Linked DNA regions of Mus musculus: region 1 is linked to region 2. Evidence: chromatin contacts called from public promoter capture Hi-C data. All regions are on one chromosome and are shown on one strand. Each heading gives the region's core, a stretch centred on a gene start, on an enhancer-like site or on the middle of the called end of the contact. The rest is flanking DNA. Distances are from core to core; before and after follow the strand shown.

Region 1 (4,389 bases), core at 5-2,504, 2.2 Mb after region 2:
TTTTTTTTAACCTCAAGCTATCATAGTTCTCAAGAGGAAAGGATCAGGAATGGCTTAGTGGCCATTGTTTTATCCAGCTGAACAATCTAGCTGGCCCAACGCTTATCAGACTGTGCACTGTATAATGCATCCTAATCCTGTATTTTAATTGGCTTTCCAATTACTAAGTAACTGCTGGTTTCAGTGGGGTGGTACAGAAGGGTTTCATGTGGGTGCACAACCGGTTATTCTTCTAGATTTTTCATATGTCGCTCTCTACAAGACTACTTCATCCTTTATAAAGCCGGTGTCAGAGAGTCCCACTGTACCGTGAATACACCCTATTTAACAGATTCCTTTAAACATTTTTAATGCTTTTTTAGGGGAAAAAATGTTTGACACTGTCATTGAGGTGCCGAGGCTGCACTGAGGGAATCTAGAAAAGATGTGGGAGCATAGACAGGAGCCTCTGGGCTATAATAAACCAGAGTGGAGCTTGGATAGGACGTAGCTATGTTTCCCATCTTCCTAGTACATGAAATACCTGAGAGTCCATGACAGCCTGGAAGTCTTATTACATCTTTAATAAGATACTTTTTTCCCTCTTCAGGAGTCCAAACTTCCTCCTCCCTAATTACATCTTTAGCTTTTGAAACCCCATCTTAGCTTTACGATCCAAACCAAACCTCACCATGATATAACTTGCCCTGGATGAAAATCAAGTCTCCCTTCCCCAGTCCCGACACTGAGCCTTTTCTTCCAAGGGCTATAAGTACTATGGCACTGTGCTGAAGAGTTTTCTGCCTCCGCCTCCGAGGACCTTACCTAATTTCTCACACATGTGCTAAAATAAAAACAGTCTCCTAGGGGGAAAGCACCTGCAGCCAAGCCTGATGGATGACCTCAGTTCAATCCCTCTGACCGCTCCTGCAAGCGGTTCTCTGGCCTCCACACATGCGCTGTAGAACGCGAGCCGTACACATATGAAACGCCCACACATAGAATTAAAATTACGTGCAAATGACATAATTGTTAGCGAATAAACAGCTCTTTTCTGCTAATACACAGCTGAAAGAGAAGGCAAAGTTCCGTAGGGGGAAGGGGGAATTGTCACCTAGGCGTCCTTGGGTGTAAAATGAGAGCAGTGCATAAGATCAATTAAAAGATGGAAAGCCCTTATATAGTAGAGTCTGGTGGGTGTTAAGCAATGAATAAACGTCTCTGTCAGGATGCAGAGCCCGGCAGGGGGCGTGGCCACCGGAATTACTTTGGTCCACAGTCCCCGCGGTCATGTGATTGCTAAGATGGCGTCGTCCTGTTCGCGGAGGCTGCTAGCTGCCGCTCTGCTGCCTTGGTGCTGCGCCGCCTGGGCCCTGGGGCATCTGGACCCACCTTCACCACCACCGCTGGTGATCTGGCATGGGATGGGTGAGTGGGCGTGGACGGGGGCATCCTTTTCCCCCCTCGGTTCTTAAATCTGGAAAGACGATAGGGATTCCACAGCACCCGCCTAGTCCAAGGTTTTCGGATTTGTTGCTCTGCACGGAAGGGACGACAACCAGGTGTCTTTAGTGAGTGCTCAGTGAGTATTGTGCACGGCTTGGTTTATGCTTTGTTAAAATCCTGGCAGCAGTAGCATCAGCCTGCAGTATCTCACAGTCAGTCCAGCCTGCCCCTGCAGAGCTGGACTGCACACTCAGGCTTTCATTCCTTCACATCTGAATAGAGATCTACCAGGGGCCTTCATGTCCTTTATACAGTTACCTCAGAGCACCTGCTATACCTGAGCATGAAGCATTCTCATCTTTCTGGAACTTGCTGTCCAGTGGGGGAAACGTATTATAAGGAAATACGGGAAACTTGTCAAATGGCCAGGAGTGCAGTGAAAACAGAAGATAGAGCCTCAGGTGTGAGCTTGTGCTTCTACGGAGCAAGTTAGAACAGGAAACGGGATTCACCCAAGAGTGACAACTGAGTAGAGCTTAAGAGGATGCAGCACCATGGAGGGAGCAACTGGCCAGATCCTCCCTCCCGCCCCACCCCCCCGGAGCTCCCAGGGATTGGACCACCAACTAAAGAGTACACATGGAGGGACCCATGGCTCCAGCTGCCTATGTGGCAGAGGATGGACTTGGACATCAGTAGGAGGAGAGGCCCTTGAACCTGAGAATGTTCGATGCCCCAGTGTAGGGGAATGCCAGGGAGGGAAGACAGGAGTGGGTGGGTGGGGAACACCCTCATAGAGTCAGGGGGAGGGGGGATTGGATAGGGGGGTTCCGATGGGGAGACCTGGAAAGGGGAAAACATTTAAATGTAAATAAAGAAAATATCCAATAAAAAAAATAAAAGAAGGAAAAAAGAGAAGAAAAAAAGGAGGACGAGGGAAGATGCCATAGGGACATGTGGTCACAGGAGCAGCAGGTGCAAAGGCCCTGAGCTTGGCAGACTAGCATGCAGAGCAGTGTAGCAGGAGCAGCGGGAGCAAGGGAATAAGAGGGTGGACAAGTATGCTGGGGCTTTTAAGATTAGTGTAAGGACTTGGAATTTCACTAGGAACTTGTGAGGTGGTAGAATTTACATTTGTAAAGAACTGTTCTAAGCCCTTTGTGCTAGCTAGCAACTGTAAAGAGCTAGTTTAGGAATGTAACTCCCCAGCACTCCGGAGGCAGAAGCAGGAGGAACACCCCGAGTTTGAGGCCTGCATGATCTACATGGCAAGTTCCACATCAGCCAGAGCTACATGGGAAGACCCATATAATTAAAATTAAAAATGACGTTGAAAGGATCTATTTCTGACACTAGATGTCTATGCATACCCTAAGTGATCACTGAACAAAAGCTGTGGCTATGAGCTCTGGGGAGAAGTTGTCATTAGAAGAAAAGGGATTGAGAACAGTCAGCTGAGATCACAGGGAATTCAGGTGCTTGTCAACAGAACCAACAACAGGCATTTTCTTTGGGAGCTCAGATTTAAAACTATATATATATATATACACATACATACATACATACACATACATACACATACATACACATACATACATACATATACATATATATACACATATATTTTAAAAAATCAAGTGTGTGTGTGTGTATTGTGTGTGTGTATATATATGTATATATACACACACACTGTAGTTGTCTTCAAACACACCAGAATAGGGAATCAGATTCCATTACAGATGGTTTGTGAGCCACCATGTGGTTTACTCAGGAACTCTGGAAGAGCTGTCAGTGCTCTTAACCACTGAGCCATCGCACCAGCCCCCAGGGAGCTCTGATTTATTAGCTGTGAAGATTGGTTTTCTTGAAGAGTCTTAGGGAGATTCCCTGTATAAGATTCAGCTCAATGGCCTGTTTGTCCTCAAGAGTCCCTGGCTTTGTCCTGTAGCTAAGTCAATTGTTTCTTTTTCTCTCTGGGATAAGGCGAAGAGGGATCAGGGTCAGGCTCAGTAGGGCTGTAGACAGGGAGGAGGGAGACCTTACAGGATTGTGCTTTATGGATTAAAGGCATGAGTGCCTGTCTGTCTTGTCCCACCAGTGTCCTCATTTCTGTTGTAGTTGCTGTGTTGAGAATAGATTGTAGATGTCACAGGAACTGCAAGGGGACACTGCAGACTTAAACCCAGAGATGCCTGTGACTCAGAGCTGTATAACGACAGCTGTGTGGTAACAGGAAGTGTGGTGGAAGTTTGGCATACTTCAGTGTGGCATCAAAGAATTAGATATGGCATGAGAGATGGAGGTGGCAGAGATGACTACACAGGCTTTGGCTTGGACAATTAGAAAGTGAAGTTGTTTAATGAAAATAGGGTTGCTTGGATGATGAGCATACTGGGGGGGGGGGGGGTAGTCAGAATTTTTTTAAACCAAAGTAACGCACACTGTACTTGCTGCCCTCAAGAAGCTCAAAGAGTAGGATCCCGGTCCTCAGCCAGTTGAGGTTCATAGCCAGACCCTGTCTCAAAACAAAAGAAGTAGAGGTTCTGCTTTTGGACTTAGTAACTAAAGGGTGTATTGTTATTGTTTTGGTGTATTGCTAAGTTTAATTTTTGGGTCTTTTTTATTAAAGTTTTTTGTTGTTTTTATTGTTGGGTGGTTTTTGTTTTGTTTTTTGTTTTTCTTTTTTTTGTTTTCCAAACAGGGTTTCTCTGTATAGCCCTGGCTGTCCTGGAACTCACTTTGTAGACCAGGCTGGCCTCGAACTCAGAAATCCGCCTGCCTCTGCCCCCCAAGTGCTGGGATTAAAGGTGTGTGTCACCACTGCCCAGCTAAAGTATTTTTTTATTAGTGTGTGTGTGTGTGTGTGTGTGTGTGTGTGTTGTAACCCTTGCACCATTACAGACCTAGTTTTTGGCTGAGACCAGGTCTCATTTGGTACAGGCTAGCTCAGAATTTATATTTATT
Region 2 (4,964 bases), core at 1,083-3,582:
TCCATTGGGAGCCCTGTGATCCAAAATAGCTGACTGTGAGCATCCACTTCTGTGTTTGCTAGGCCCCGGCCTAGTCTCACAAGAGACAGCTACATCTGGGTCCTTTCGATAAAATCTTGCTAGTGTATGCAATGGTGTCAGCGTTTGGAAGCTGATTATGGGGTGGATCCCTGGACACCTCAGCTTTTTATGTGGATGTTGGGAATCCAAACTCAAGCCCCCAAGTTTGTATAGCAAGCCCTTGATGGAAGTAGGCTCCTCCACCGTCTCCCAGTGAATTGTTAGTTGTCAGTTAATGCACCAAACGCGCTAAAGAACTTCAAAAATCTTATTTTAAATTTTGATTTGTGTATGTTTGTGTGAGATGTGTATGTGGGTACCCACAAAAGTAAAAAGAAGCTATTGGATCATCTGAAGCTGGCATTAAAGGTGGTTGTGAGCTGCCCAGTATGAACAGTGGGAACCAAACTCAGGCCATCTGGAGGAACAGCAAGCTCTCTTAAGTGGTGAGCCATTTCTCCAGCCCCAGATTAGATAACTTTTTAAAGCATTATTCACACACACACACACACACACACACACACACACACTTTTTTCTAAAAGCAAAACTGTCTTGTGATGTAACCACTGCCAAACGATGGTGTCCTTAGACCAGCTATGTCAGGGTGATTTTTTTTAAAAACATAGTCTTATGATTCCAAACCACCCACAGTCTAAGCACTAGGAAGGCTGAACGACAATAATATCAGCTTCAAGACCAGCCTGGGTTACACAGCAAGGCTCTGCCTAAAACAAACAAACAAACAAACAAACAAACATCTCAGTGTTAACCTTCTGAGTCAGAAGGTTAGGGTTCCCCCTAACAGTCAGGTTTAAGAATTTCTGTGTGGAGCCCTATCTGGAGAAAAAGAGATAGCCCAAGGCTTTCATTATACTAGACTAGGACCACCAACTTCCTTTCACAGCAGAAAGCAGAGGCCCTATGGAATCAAGTGATGCCCCCCCAGCCCCCACCCAACGCCCCTGCAGGTGGCAGAGCTATGATTAGAACTTGGGCCTCTGAACTCGGCTGCTAAACTTCTCCCCTCTACACCAGCTAGATAAACCAAAGTTCCAGGAAGGCCAGAGGCTGCTGCAGGGGGGAGGGGAGCCTGAGGAGGGGAAAGCCAACATGTGTAAGTCAGGCTCCAGGAAACCGTCCCCGGCATGCCTGTGGCTCAAAGAGCTTGTTGCATATAGGAATGACTATTTGCATACAGCCTCTGCACAGCCTCATTTTCCTTTGGTGCCTTAGTCTTCTTATCTGCAAAATAGGGCTAAAAATTCATACCCTACCCCAGAAAGGCACTTGTAGAATGTAGAGCACTCTAAAGCTCCAAGTTAGGATTATTGTGATTCAAAGAAGCTTTGGAAATCCCCCATTGGGTGATCATTAGAGCCAGCCTTATAGCCAACCTTTCACTAGATTAAAGAACATTTAATACATATGTATGTGCCAGGCACTATGGAGGGCTCTATACACACACACACACACACACACACACACACACACACACACACAGAGCCTCAGCTAACTTTCACCATAGGCGCTTGTGGTCTCTGCTACTCTGGCCAGCATCCTACGGAGGAGAAAGCCGCAGTTTGGTGAATGAGCTGCAATTCACGCCATCATTTGCTCATTCATTCCACTTTTACAGAAAGCCAGCTCTGAACCAGGCTGCGGGCCAAATGCTGAGGGTAAGAAGATGAACAAGTCCTTCAGGAGACATGCCCATAAATTACTTTAATAACAACTCAGGACAAGCTTCAACAGACAGCACAGTGTGAACCAGAGAGAAGGAGCAATTGGCTCCCTGGGGATTGTAGGAACAGAGAGCTGACCTCTTCAAAGGACATTGCACTTCGCTGAAGTGCAATACAAAGTTCCGGGTTTGAATCTTAAAGGCTTTATTTACTGTGTGTTTCCAGGAAATCTCTCCTGCCTCTGAGGCTCAGTCCGAAAAAATAGTAAATTGAGTGACGCCAAGATCCTGAAACTACAGGAACTGGCCCTCTCACCTCATCTGGCAAATTCAAGCTACTCCCATACCCCCTCTTAACCAGTACCTCGAAGGCCTGACCAAGCCCCAGAAAAATGTCAACCACCCAGCCCTACCAAAGTGCCTGCATCCTGGGACGCCCTTGCAGGCCCAAAGGGCGGAGCTCTGGTAGGGGGCGGGACCAATACCTTCTTGGACAGGTTCACGACCCGCCCAGAAGGGATTCATCCAGCCAATGACAGAGAGTGGGCGTGGCGTTCCCGCCTCTTGGTATAAAAAATCTCCGGACTTCAAGGCACTGCGCGAAAGCCTGGGAACCCTTGGGCTGTCTGTTTCTTTTGCGGCCTGCAACTACTGCTGTGGGCAGCGCAGAAGAGAGGAGATCCGGGAGACCCGGGTGAGACAGTGAACGAATCCGATTTATTCTTCCTCTGCCTGGTTGAGTTGCAGGGACTGCACAGTGCCCGGGTCTCCCGCCCAAGAGGAGCCGCTGGCCGAGACCCGGGGCGTGCCCTGACTGTCCGCCAGCTGCTATGGCCGACCACCTGATGCTCGCCGAGGGCTACTGCCTGCTACAGGTGCCGCCGCACACCCACGGCCCGCACGCTCCCCGGACTCTGCAGCCATACGCAGGCCCGGGCATGGACAGCGGTCTGCGGCCGCGGGGGGCTCCGCTGGGACCGCCGCCGCCACCCGGGACCCTGGCATACGGCTCCTTCGGGTCGCCGGTCTCTTTCCAGCCCTTCCCCGTCTCGCAGTCGCCGGGCGCCGGTAGCACGCACCTGCAGTCTGCAGCCACACCGTCCCCGGGCCGCATCCCGGCGCCCCCGGCAGCCGCTGGAGGGCCCTCACCTCTGCAGCCGGCGCCCGGAGCCGCAGCCTCGTTGCCGCCGCCGCCGCCGCCACCCGCCCTGGGCTGCATGGACACCGAGCTCATCGACGAAGAGGCGCTGACGTCGCTGGAACTCGAGCTCGGGTTGCACCGCGTACGCGAGCTGCCGGAGCTCTTCCTCGGCCAGAGCGAGTTCGATTGCTTCTCAGACCTGGGGTCAGCGCCGGCCGCCGGCTCGGTGAGCTGTTGAGAGCCACCACCCAGAGACACGGGACCTTGCGCCCGGTGGCCCGGCTCCCACACACCCTCCGTGAGGGTGGAGGCGCCTGGTTTTCGTGCCGAGACGGCTCCAGCCGAGAACACCTGCCTTGCCTCCAGGCTCTGCCTCCTGCCAGATGACAGTTGGGTCTCGCTTCTCATACCCAAGCCTCAGCGGTCTAATGGAGGGAACTGAACCAGCCTTCGGATTCCACGTTCTTGGATTCTGTGCCCTCTTTCCGCCGCCTTGCCCCAATCTGAGCCATTACAGGCCTCTGCCTGACCTTCCTTCTCGAGCAGCCTACTAACCGGATTGGGTCTAGGGAGCCATCTCTCCGTACCCCCTACCTTCCCTGGGCCCCTGGCCCGGGGGAGGGAAGGATTTTACACCTAACCCCTGCAGAGTGGAGCCATGCTCCCGCTGGCCTCTAAAACCAAAATAAAACTGGGTTGCTTTACAATTTTGAGTTTCCATTTCCTTTTCATCCCCACCCTCAAGTACCTGTAACTTGCAAAAAGTCTGAGGCTGTTAGAGTCCCAAAGTGAAACTGAGGCTCGCAACCTCAACAGCCCAAAGGACAAGAGACCTGATAGTTTCTTTTGAAAATGTCTTGAGAGTTGTGCAATTGTCATGACATAACCTGAGGGGTCCAGGCTGCTGCCTGGCCAGTTAACAGCTTAATCCGTTTGATTTCCTAGCCACTAGGACTCCAGGAACTGGGGGGGGGGGGTCCCCTGAAGATCCAGGCAGCCCTAGCTTTGAACAGAGACTATCTCACTTGCCCACGACACTGCCCTTTTGGTTTCTTTGGAAGGATATGGTTGTGATACTTTTATAGCGGTGTGTGTGTGTGTGTGTGTGTGTGTGTGTGTGTTGATAGAGACTGAACCATACATACTTCACACATACTTCATACTTCATCCATGTAATGACTATAGCACACTGTCAGACTCTTAGTCACCTCCGGAAACTATAGAGATGTTTGTTCTGAGCGTTGGTGCATAAGGAATCATAGGGACAGACCTGGAAACAGACTGTTCTTGGAACATGGAAGGGACTTGTCCAGAAAACAGGTGGAATAGGTTCAGCTAGTTGGGGTGGAGGTCATTTCAGCTTCAGGGAGGTACATTTGATGGGATCAACAATATGGAATGACAACTGTCTTGAGGAACAGGACAGGCCTTGACTAAAGGGAGGGCCGTATACCAGTTCGTGGACTCTGGGAAAGGACAAGGAGCATCTGGAACAGACTGGGAAGATCTAATGGTTTCATGGCAACTTTATGTGACCAGCTCAGTCCTCATTCCACAGACAAGGGGTGTGGCGCCAGCCCAAGCCTGGCAAGATTTGACCTTCAAGTCCAGATCTCTAGTGCACCCTCTGCTGTCAACTCTGGAAAGATCCCCTACTGTGTGGGAGAAAGGCTGGAAGACAGGCTGAAGGCCAGGAGAAAGAGACCTAGTCAGACAGGCTTCCATAATGCCAGGGACAGGCAGCGGTGCATTCTCTAGGAGACAGTAAATTCCAGAGACTAGAGAGCAAGGTCATTGCACTGAGCCCTTTGTCTCCACATCATTGGCCTTTGCTCTAGTGACCAGTGCTCCTGCATGTGACCCCAGCAGCTGTGAGTTATCCCAGGGTATACTGTGAGGGCACCAGCTCTAACACCTGCAACATGGGCGAGAGTGGGTGATAGGAAGTGTTCTGTAGATGAATGAAGCTCTACTCTTAGATCCCAGGGCCTTCTGGGACAGATGGAAAGAGTCCTCTGGACAGACCTTTGAGCTAAGAGTGCTCTGTGTTTGCTCCAGCATTGCCCAGGCTCGCCGGACCA

What was found. Promoter capture Hi-C pulls out the DNA fragments that hold promoters and counts their contacts.
Region 1: a contact with region 2 is called in a promoter capture Hi-C map of cranial neural crest. The contact joins the promoter of Ppt1 here to the promoter of Cited4 in region 2. A contact is called at or near these places in 2 of 39 promoter capture datasets (cranial neural crest and liver).

The regions. Positions count from the first base shown.
Region 1 is chr4:122,834,973-122,839,361 of GRCm38.p6, forward strand. Ppt1 (palmitoyl-protein thioesterase 1) reads left to right here and starts at 1,255. Exons shown (of 9, transcript NM_008917.3): 1 at 1,255-1,407. The coding sequence starts at 1,284.
Region 2 is chr4:120,664,231-120,669,194 of GRCm38.p6, forward strand. Cited4 (Cbp/p300-interacting transactivator, with Glu/Asp-rich carboxy-terminal domain, 4) reads left to right here and starts at 2,333. Exons shown (of 1, transcript NM_019563.2): 1 at 2,333-3,590. The coding sequence starts at 2,573. The coding sequence ends at 3,121.